2 separate regions of the Mus musculus genome follow, and region 2 is linked to region 1. A link is a contact called in public promoter capture Hi-C data. All regions are on one chromosome and are shown on one strand. The core of a region is the stretch at or near the end of the contact, and the rest is flanking DNA. Distances in the headings are between cores, read along the strand shown. Region 1 holds the start of A730063M14Rik (RIKEN cDNA A730063M14 gene). Region 2 holds the start of Ikzf4 (IKAROS family zinc finger 4).

The links. Promoter capture Hi-C pulls out the DNA fragments that hold promoters and counts their contacts.
Region 2: a contact with region 1 is called in a promoter capture Hi-C map of liver, with 2.6 times the contacts expected there. The contact joins the promoter of Ikzf4 here to the promoter of A730063M14Rik in region 1. A contact is called at or near these places in 3 of 39 promoter capture datasets (embryonic stem cells and liver), 3 of 115 datasets of contacts at active chromatin or transcription factors (acute myeloid leukemia, pancreatic cancer cells and regulatory T cell precursor) and 3 of 9 other capture datasets (adipose tissue, liver and macrophages).

What each region holds. Positions count from the first base shown.
Region 1 is chr10:127,067,831-127,072,232 of GRCm38.p6, reverse strand. A730063M14Rik (RIKEN cDNA A730063M14 gene) reads right to left here and starts at 1,752. Exons shown (of 2, transcript NR_040660.1): 1 at 1,609-1,752; 2 at 1,132-1,316. Tspan31 (tetraspanin 31) reads left to right here and starts at 1,972. Exons shown (of 6, transcript NM_025982.4): 1 at 1,972-2,118; 2 at 2,720-2,887; 3 at 3,245-3,325; 4 at 3,622-3,753; 5 at 3,851-3,964; 6 at 4,043-4,402. The coding sequence starts at 2,056. The coding sequence ends at 4,117.
Region 2 is chr10:128,644,223-128,648,624 of GRCm38.p6, reverse strand. It overlaps Ikzf4 (IKAROS family zinc finger 4), which reads left to right and starts at 2,632. Exons shown (of 8, transcript NM_011772.3): 1 at 2,632-2,904. The coding sequence starts at 2,818. Gm26876 (predicted gene, 26876) reads right to left here and starts at 2,741. Exons shown (of 2, transcript NR_152728.1): 1 at 2,705-2,741; 2 at 1-1,163.

The DNA.
Region 1 (4,402 bases), core at 503-3,002:
AATGTATTTAATGTGAGTGTATTGCCTAGATGTATATGTTGTGCCATATGTGTGCCTGGTGCCTCCATCTGGAGCTATGGCGGGTTATGAGCCACTATTTGGGTGCTGGAAACTGAAGCCAAGTGCTCTTAATCTTGGAGCTGACTCAAGAGTATCTTCTTGAGGGTGATTTAGGAAGGATAACTTTGAACTTTTTTTTTTTAATTTGGAGATAAAGGGGTTATGCTTGGATTTACTGGACTCCACAAAAATGGACTAAACAGGGGCTGGAGAGATGGCTCAGCAGTTAAGAGCACTGACTGCTCTTCCGAAGGTCCTGAGTTCAAATCCCAGCAACCACATGGTGGCTCACAACCACCCGTAATGAGATCTGACACTCTCTTCTGGTGTGTCTGAAGACAGCTACAGTGTACTTAATTATAATAATAAATAAATCTTTAAAAATGGACTAAACAGTAATAACTGAGCGTTGCTAGCTACTGGGTACTGATTCAAGCATCTTATATATCCTAACTCATTTAGTCCACATGACCATCTTGAATTTGTTAAAGAAGTATTGCTAGGTGTGTTGCATGGCCGTCTTTCCCTCTTTGACAGATGAAGAAGATATAGGGGATTTAAGTACCTGGCCGGTGCAGATGGTGAGCCAGAAAGTTCAAACCCATGCAGTTTGACTGCAGCACGGATAGACTGTTGGCAGTCACAGGGTGTGAGCACACGTGGGCTCGAATCACTGTGTGGAGCTGATGGGAGCATTCTCTGGCTTCATTCCTACCACAGCTGCTTCTTTGCCCAGGAGGAAGAGAAAGGTAGTGTCGTTTGTCACTCCACTAAAAGGGCACTGTATCCAAACGCTTATGCAATAACGTTATCGACCAGCCACCCACTGGAGTGAAAGTATTGAGCCTCCGGGCTGGAGAGATGATGGCTCAGTGATTAGGAGCACTGGCTGTTCTTCCAGAGGACCTGGGTTCAATTCCCAGCAACCACATGGCAGCTTACAACTGTTTGCAACTACATTTCCTGGGGTACACTACATTTCCTGGGATACGACATCCTCACACAGACATACATGCAGGCAAACCCGCCAATGCACATAAAATAAAAATAAAAATTTAAAAAGAGACAGTATGGAGGCTCTTATTTATTCATATTCCAGACTCGCCCCCACTTTGCGTCATGTGCCAAGCCTGATCCAGCACGTTTGTGTTCTAAAGATGTAGAGCACACCAGCGTCTGTGCCTGTGGTTTTGTCACGAACAGGAATGCGCCGGCCTCAAGTCACTGTTTCCACCTGAATTTCTGGCGTGTCCACACTGCAGGGAAAGGGATGCAGAACGGAACGTGAGTACTAGCAAACACAGTTAACAAATGCGTGAGGATTTGCCCGCTAATGCTACGCCCGACTTGGATCCTCTCTAGCTGGGCTTCATAGTGCATTTGGCTCCTCGTGCTGTTCCAGAGTATGACTGTTCCAGAGTATAACAGTGAAACGATGGCACCAACGTGAGATCATCGGGAAACACGGGAAATCGGCGGAAAAGGGTTACCTTTAGAGGTGCAGAGCCCCTTCCTCTCACCTCTACGAAACCCCTTTTTTCTGTTCACCTGAGTCTCCTGAGTATCTCCTCGGGTTCCTAGTCTCGAAATTCCGTACTCAGGAATCCAAGATTTTTTTTTTTTTTTTTTAGTTAGCTTCTGGTCTCTAAGACACTGTCTAGAAACCCTGGCCTCGGTTTCTTTCTTTCTTTCGCCTTCCTCTTCTTCTTCTTCTTTTTTTTTTTTTTTTAAGTTTCCTCCAATGAAGAAACTAAGGGCAAGACTGGGAGGCAGGCTGGTGACGTAATGCAGATTGATTGGCATTGAAGTCCTGGATGTCTTGGATTAGCCACGAGTTTCACCAATCCAGAAGCAGGGGTGGGACGGTGCAGGCGCAGAGAATTGGTTTGGGTGGCTTGGATTTAAAGCGATAGACGCGGTTGGGAGTCCTACAAGACGGTCCTCGATACCCTCCCCACAAGTCTTGGGACCATTTGGGTCCCCAGATCTGGGGAGATGGTTTGCGGCGGATTTGCCTGTTCCAGGAATGCGCTGTGCGCTCTCAACGTGGTTTATATGGTGAGGTTTTGGAAATGGATAAATCTCCGGGGCGGAAAGAATGGGGGAGTTTCTAGGGGACTTCCGGCGTGGAGAGGGGTGTACTGGGGGTTCTGGGAAGCTTCCCAGAAACTTCCGGCGAAGAGGGAATTCCTGGGTACTTCCGTGGAAGAGGATAGATAGACTTCCGGTGATGAGGGGGCTTGTTTGGTGGTGGGCAGGGGTGGATTGGAGACTGAGGGCCTATAGTTCCAGTCTTCACTTTCTGCTCCAGTTTCTTCCCAAACTAGAGTTACTAGACAACGCCAAGGCTTCCATTTGTGTGTTAGGTACCTACTTACCCTGCCCTACTCTCTCTCAGTCATTCCCAGTTGCTTGGGAAGTGCGCTTAGAGATGAACAGTACTGACTGCACACCTCAAGCGCTTAGCTTGTCAAGTCCACGTCCCCTTGTAATATAGCCTTGGGCTGTGCTGCATTGCTAGAAATCTTTGGCGATGACCGGGTCTCACTGTATAGCGAGCTAGCTAGCACAGACTAACCTGGAACTTCGCTGTGCTGCGGTTGCAGGTATGAGCCACCACATCAGGCTGAATAAAGTGTATTCTTTCTATTTCTTGCAGCTTGTGGGCTTTTTGCTCATTGGCGTGGCTGCCTGGGGCAAGGGCCTCGGTGTGGTGTCTAGCATTCACATCATTGGAGGAGTCATTGCTGTGGGAGTCTTCCTTCTCCTCATCGCGGTGGCAGGACTGGTGGGCGCCGCGAACCACCATCAAGTGCTGCTCTTCTTTGTATCCTGGCCTTAGTGATTGGGGCCTGAGCGGGCTTTTCCTGGGAAGGGGACCAGGGGACCTCAAACACGTCTCTTTGTTCTTACTCTGTAACCCACACAAGTTGACGGTTTTCCCCCAACTTGATAAAAAGTGCAGTTTGTGAACAGAGAAGGGCCTTGAACTCTGCCCCCTTGCCTGCCACATCGCAGTTAGAATTACAGTGGTGAGATTTTAAAGACAGAAACTGGGCCTATGCTATGTAGTCCTAGCTTGGAGCTCACACTAGGCTGGCTACCACACAGCTTTGTCTGTCTGTCTCCCTGAATGAGGTATTTTAAATGGAAAACAGGTCTTTTTGCCCTAACTTCTTCTCAGTATATGATCATCCTAGGTTTGGTCTTCATCTTCCAGTTTGGAATCTCTTGCTCATGTCTGGCTATTAACAGAAACACACAGGTAAGGGTAAGCCCTTTCATGTACTTGCTTGCTTTCTCCACTTTTATCTGACCCCTTCATCTCATCCTTGCTCAGACCCACTGCTTCCACAGATGTGTGCTCCCTGACACATATGGTTAATTCCCCAAGATGCAGAGAGACCCTGAGACACCTCACATTACCAATGATCACGCTGCGGTCTCTGTGGGGTTTTCCTTGCTAAAGCAGGGAAATGGAGACTCCTGAACCGAAGGGTATGTGAGGAGACTAATGTCTAATAATGTTCTAACGAATGTTAATGCCTGTGTGCTCTCTAGGCAGATGTCATCAATGCTTCGTGGTCGGTCTTGAGCAACAGTACCCGGCATGAACTGGAGAGAAGTTTTGACTGCTGTGGCTTGTTCAACCTTACAACCCTGCGCCTACAAGATGATACTTCCTGTAGTGCGGTAAGATGAAGGATTAGTCATTCCTGGGACATTCACTACAGCTTTTTGGACAGGGCAGGTGAGCAACTTTGAATTCTCTATATATGTCTGTTACCAGGTGTGCAAAACTAAGAGCTCTACATGCCAGATGTGTGGGGAGAGGTTCCTTAAACATTCAGACAAAGCCCTCAAGATCCTAGGAGGTGTTGGGCTCTTCTTTAGTTTCACAGAGGTAATGACTCCTCATGTACACACTCAAGCCTTCAACCCCATGGTCCAGAAATAACCTTTCTCTCTTCCTCTCCCGTAGATCCTTGGTGTTTGGCTAGCAATGAGATTCCGGAATCAAAAGGACCCTCGAGCCAACCCCAGTGCCTTCCTATGAGACTTTTGACCTCCCAGATAGCATCTCTGCAGCCTAGGCTGTTTCTAGCTAGCTCTGTATCCAAGGAAGACCTTGAATTCCAGACCCTCCTGCCTCAGCCTCCTGCTGGCATCACCACACTCAGCCAGCCCCTGGATCCTTCTGACTTGGCTTTGCCATTTTTTTGTTTTTTGAGACAGGGTTTCTCTGTATGGCCCTGGCTGTCCTGGAACTGTGTAAACTAGGCTGGCCTCAAACTCAGAAATCCACCTGCCTCTGCCTCCCAAGTGCTGGGATTAAAGGCGT
Region 2 (4,402 bases), core at 1,383-3,882, 1.6 Mb before region 1:
GAGGCTAAGGCGAGATTGTGAGTTCTAAGCCATCCTGAATTATATGGTGGCACAAACTCAAGTTAAAAGAACTCAGCAGGTAAGAGCACTGACTGCTCTTCCAAAGGTCCTGAGTTCAAATCCCAGCAACCACATGGTGGCTCACAACCATCCGTAATGAGATCTGACACCCTCTTCTGGTGCATCTGAAGACAGCTACAGTGTACTTAGGTATAATAAATAATTTTTTTTAAAAAATTAAAAAGTAGAAATGTTGAGTCTTGCAAGGTGGTGCAGAAGCAAGCAGATCTCTATGTATTGTTCAAGGCCAGCCTGATCTACATAAGCAGTTCTAGGCCAGCCTGATCTACATAGGTAGTTCTAGGCCAGCCAAGGATATATCACAAGACCTTGTCTCAAAACAACAACAAAGTACAGTAAAGATTATGATGGCTGTAATCTCAACAGCAAGGAGGTAGAAGCAGGAAGATTATGAATTCAAGGCTGGTTGACACAGAATGTGAAGAGTCTGTCTCAGTAGAGCAAGCCAGAGTGCCATTGTGAAAATGGACTATGAGTTATTTTGTTTACTCTAAAGTGGAGCCAACAAAGGAATTATTGACATGTACAGATGGAGAGGGTAAAATCAGTCAGACACACGTGAGAATCACCCTCATCCTCTGGTAACTCACAGAAAGATACCGACACTGAAGGAACTGGCTCAGGTACAGGTGTGTCGTGTCTGCCACAGAGTGACACAGTTCATACTGGACAGAATGACATAGTTCAGGTGGGCTGTTTTAACTGAAAGAGGCCCTTCTGAGGAACCAGCCAACTCTCCCACCTCCAGTTCAGTCAGGTTTATTCACTGTTGAGCAACAAGAACACCAAGGACCCAGTTGTTAGTGCTGGGTGGTTACTGTCAGATGGATAGAATCCAATCCCTGCCCTAAGGAAGGCAAGCGAGAAGCCATGAAGGCGGCTAGGGAGATGTGCCGTGGGCTCTTCTCAGTCGTGTCTCGGGAGTATGTTGGACGCGAGCAGGCAATATCTGAGGCTTCACTGTGCTATGAAACCAAGCTTAAGCAGGCCTGGCCTGATGCGAAGTGGACCCAGCACAGTCTCCGAATAAGAAACTCAAACCACTCCTGTGTATTTTGAGAACTCCAGATGTCAGCAGCTACCTTCAAAAAGACAAAGTCAGGGCAGCACTGACATTAGGTCTAAAGAATGCCCCCTTCAGGGCCAGACATGGCCAAGAGGGTATATAATAGGGCATGTAAGAACCCATTTTTGACCTCCATCCCTCTCCTGGGCTGATCCGAAAGCAGAGAGTTGTCCCCAGTGTCTGGTTTTTTACTGGCCCTTTCTCAGGTCACCGCCTCCCCCACTGGCCACCTGATAAAGAGAGGAGGCCTCTCGTTCTACTAAGGGATGTTACCATCTCATAGAACCTGATTCTGAAAGCACACGCCCCCCAACTTCCTTTCTAAAAGTACAGATAATTCCCATGGGAAGAAATGGGGGAAACGAGAGTCCACTAATTTACAGCACAGATTTCCACCCTACCCACCACAGACACTGAAAACAGAAACTGAGTTGCTCAAATCAAATGGAGCAGAGCTTATCCTGGTGCCCTGAAACATTTAAGAGAACCTGAGGAGAGAGAGGTGCAAGGATTGGCAGCCCAAAGTTTCATGGCCCCTCCCATCCCAAATTCTTGGAATCAGAAAATGCAGTCTTCCAAAGTAGGTCAGCTCAGCAGTGAACAGTTCCTCTGGAAGGAAAGCGAGCAAGAGCCTTCTCCTGATAGAGGACAGGATTCATCCAGGACTCCTGAAGCCAGAGCCCCAGAGGCACGGGAGAGAGGGAAGACAGGGAGACCCAACCAGGGATTAGAAAAAGCTCAGGGTCCCAGATCTCCACTAGTCAGTGATGGGAAGGGGGATTGTCAGAAGGAGAGGCAGATGGAAAGGAGCCTGAGTTTGCTAGGGGAGGAGCCTTCTGCCACTTCTAGATCCTGGAGGCTGCCCCTGTGTCCCGGGCCCCATGACCTGTGGGGCCTTGGCTTCCCTAGCTGGCAGAGGATTGGGCCTTCCCTGGGACACCCCCTTCCTCCTCCCCACAAGCCTGCGGCTCTCCTCTCTCTCTCTCTCTCTCTCTCTCTCTCTCTCTCTCTCTCTCACACACACACACACACACACACACACACCACACACACATACACTTGCCCCCCTCTCAAGCATTTGTTTTGTAGCTCCTCTTTGTCTGTTGGGCAGGAGGGCAAACACATCTGCCTACCCTCCCTCTGCACCCCCACTCCCTGTGCACCCCCATTCCCACCTCTCCACTGTCTTGGAAAAGGGATGCTGTAGCCTAGCGCGCGCGCGCGCACACACACACACACACACACACACACACACACTGGTACGTTTTCTCCTGCCCCCTCCCCAAGCGCATCCACGCCTCCCTCCCTCCCTCTCTCTCTCTCTCTCTCTCTCTCTCTCTCTCTCTCTCTCTCTCTCTCTCCTGTCTCTCTCTCCCTCTCTCTCCCTCTCTCTCCCTCTCTCTCCCTCTCTCTCCCTCTCTCTCTCTCTCTCTCTCTCTCTCACACACACACACACACACACACACACACACACACACACACATACACACGAGGCTCTCAGCACATACACCCTGGGCTGAGCGGTTCTGCCGGCTGCAGCCGTGGGCCCCTGCTCACCGTGCGGCTGCCACTGCCTGCGAAATGACGGCGGTTCCCCTCACTTCCAGGAATCCACGCTTCCTGGAAGGTGAGTGGCTGGGCTCACCCCTGCCTGCCACCGAGACGCAGACATGCACACACCACCCGCACTCCCTCGCCGTTTCCAAGGCGGCGGCCGCGTTCGCACCCCAGGGTCTCACCGGCAAGGGAAGGATAATGTAAGTTCAGGCAGAAGGCGGCTAGCGGAGGGGGGGTAGGGGGGTGATGGGGCTAGGGAACCAATTCAGTAACAACTCCCAAGCCTGAGGAGAGGGAGAGGACGGGGGCTGTGTGTATAGCGGGGGGGGGGAGGGGGCGTTCCTCCTTACACTTGGGGAGGATGGGAAAGGGTGCTTGGTGTTGCTAAGCGAAGACCGTGACTTGGACAGTGGGAGCTTGTGGTGACATCTTGATTAGGCCTTGGGGACAGAGGTAGAGCAGCCAGGGGTGGAATACCGAAACAGGCCTGGGTGGGAATGGAGAGTAGAAAGACCTGAGATGGGAAGAAGAGCTTTGACGGCAGATGCTTCAGCCTGGAACCGACATGTGAGGGGCCTCAGCCTCCTGCCCACAATAGAGAAGAGCCGGGGGTGGCAGTCTTTCTTTGCTCGTGCACTGACTGGTCCCTGATAGCAGGCTAGCATCCTGCCACCTGGAGCCCATGGTCAAGAAGAGAAAGCTGGAGAAAGATATCCCTTTCAGAGAAGTGCAGCGGCTTGCAGAGCTCCAGGCTATTCCCCAGAGGCAACCACTCAAGGGATCCAGGAGAGGGCCGGTCTCTTTCGGTGTGTGAGACCGCTCAGCTTAGTGGGACTGCTCCCCATCCCTTCCCCGCCTTTCTGCCCTTTCTCCACCTCCTAGTTGCTTTGCTGTGGACCTCACGATTTAGCTTTGCTCCCAGAAGGTTCAGCCAATCTACGATGGCTTTGACCAAGAAAATGTCTCTGATACCTGAGAGCAGCCTTAATTCTTGGCTTTGACAGTCTGAGATTTCTTGGAAGTCCCAGGCATTTGAAATTCCCTCACTGGGGTTTCCGAGGCTGAGAGGGGAAACGAATGAGTTTCCCAAATCTGACTTTGTCCCCGTCAGCCTCAGGCTAGAAGTCTAAGTCTCTGGAGCCTCACAAAGACCCTCTGGCCTTTGACAGAGATTCCTTCTTAGATTTTAGTGCCATGAAAGTAGACTTGAGTGTGTTTTCCCTCTTGCCTTTATCCTAGGGATGACAGCAGCATCAAAGAGCCTCTGGAGTTACTGGTGCGCCTTGAGGCACCTGCCTTTCTCTCCTGTTTCCAGCCCTTCATTGGGAGAGCCACAAAGAATGCTTTTCCCTCAGTGTCCCTGAGCTTCCCTTTAAGAATATTGTCTCCCAGAAAGCTAGCTCCTAGTCGTAGAGACAGCCTCAGCTCCAGGAGACTGGGCCAGATATGGATTTCCAAGAAATTCACTCATTTTAGAATCAGCAGGTCCCTTCTTACTAATACTGGGTGCTTTGTAGTAGGTCAGCACTAACCTTTGAAAAGAACAAGAAACTGGGTGTGGTACATGCACGCAATCCCAGTACTCCAAAGGCTGAGGCAGGAGGATTTTGAGTTTACTTAACCTTTTTTGACCTATCTAGCCTCAGTAAACTCAGTTGAAAGGGCACGTGTTAAAACCGGACCTGAATCTACAAGTCT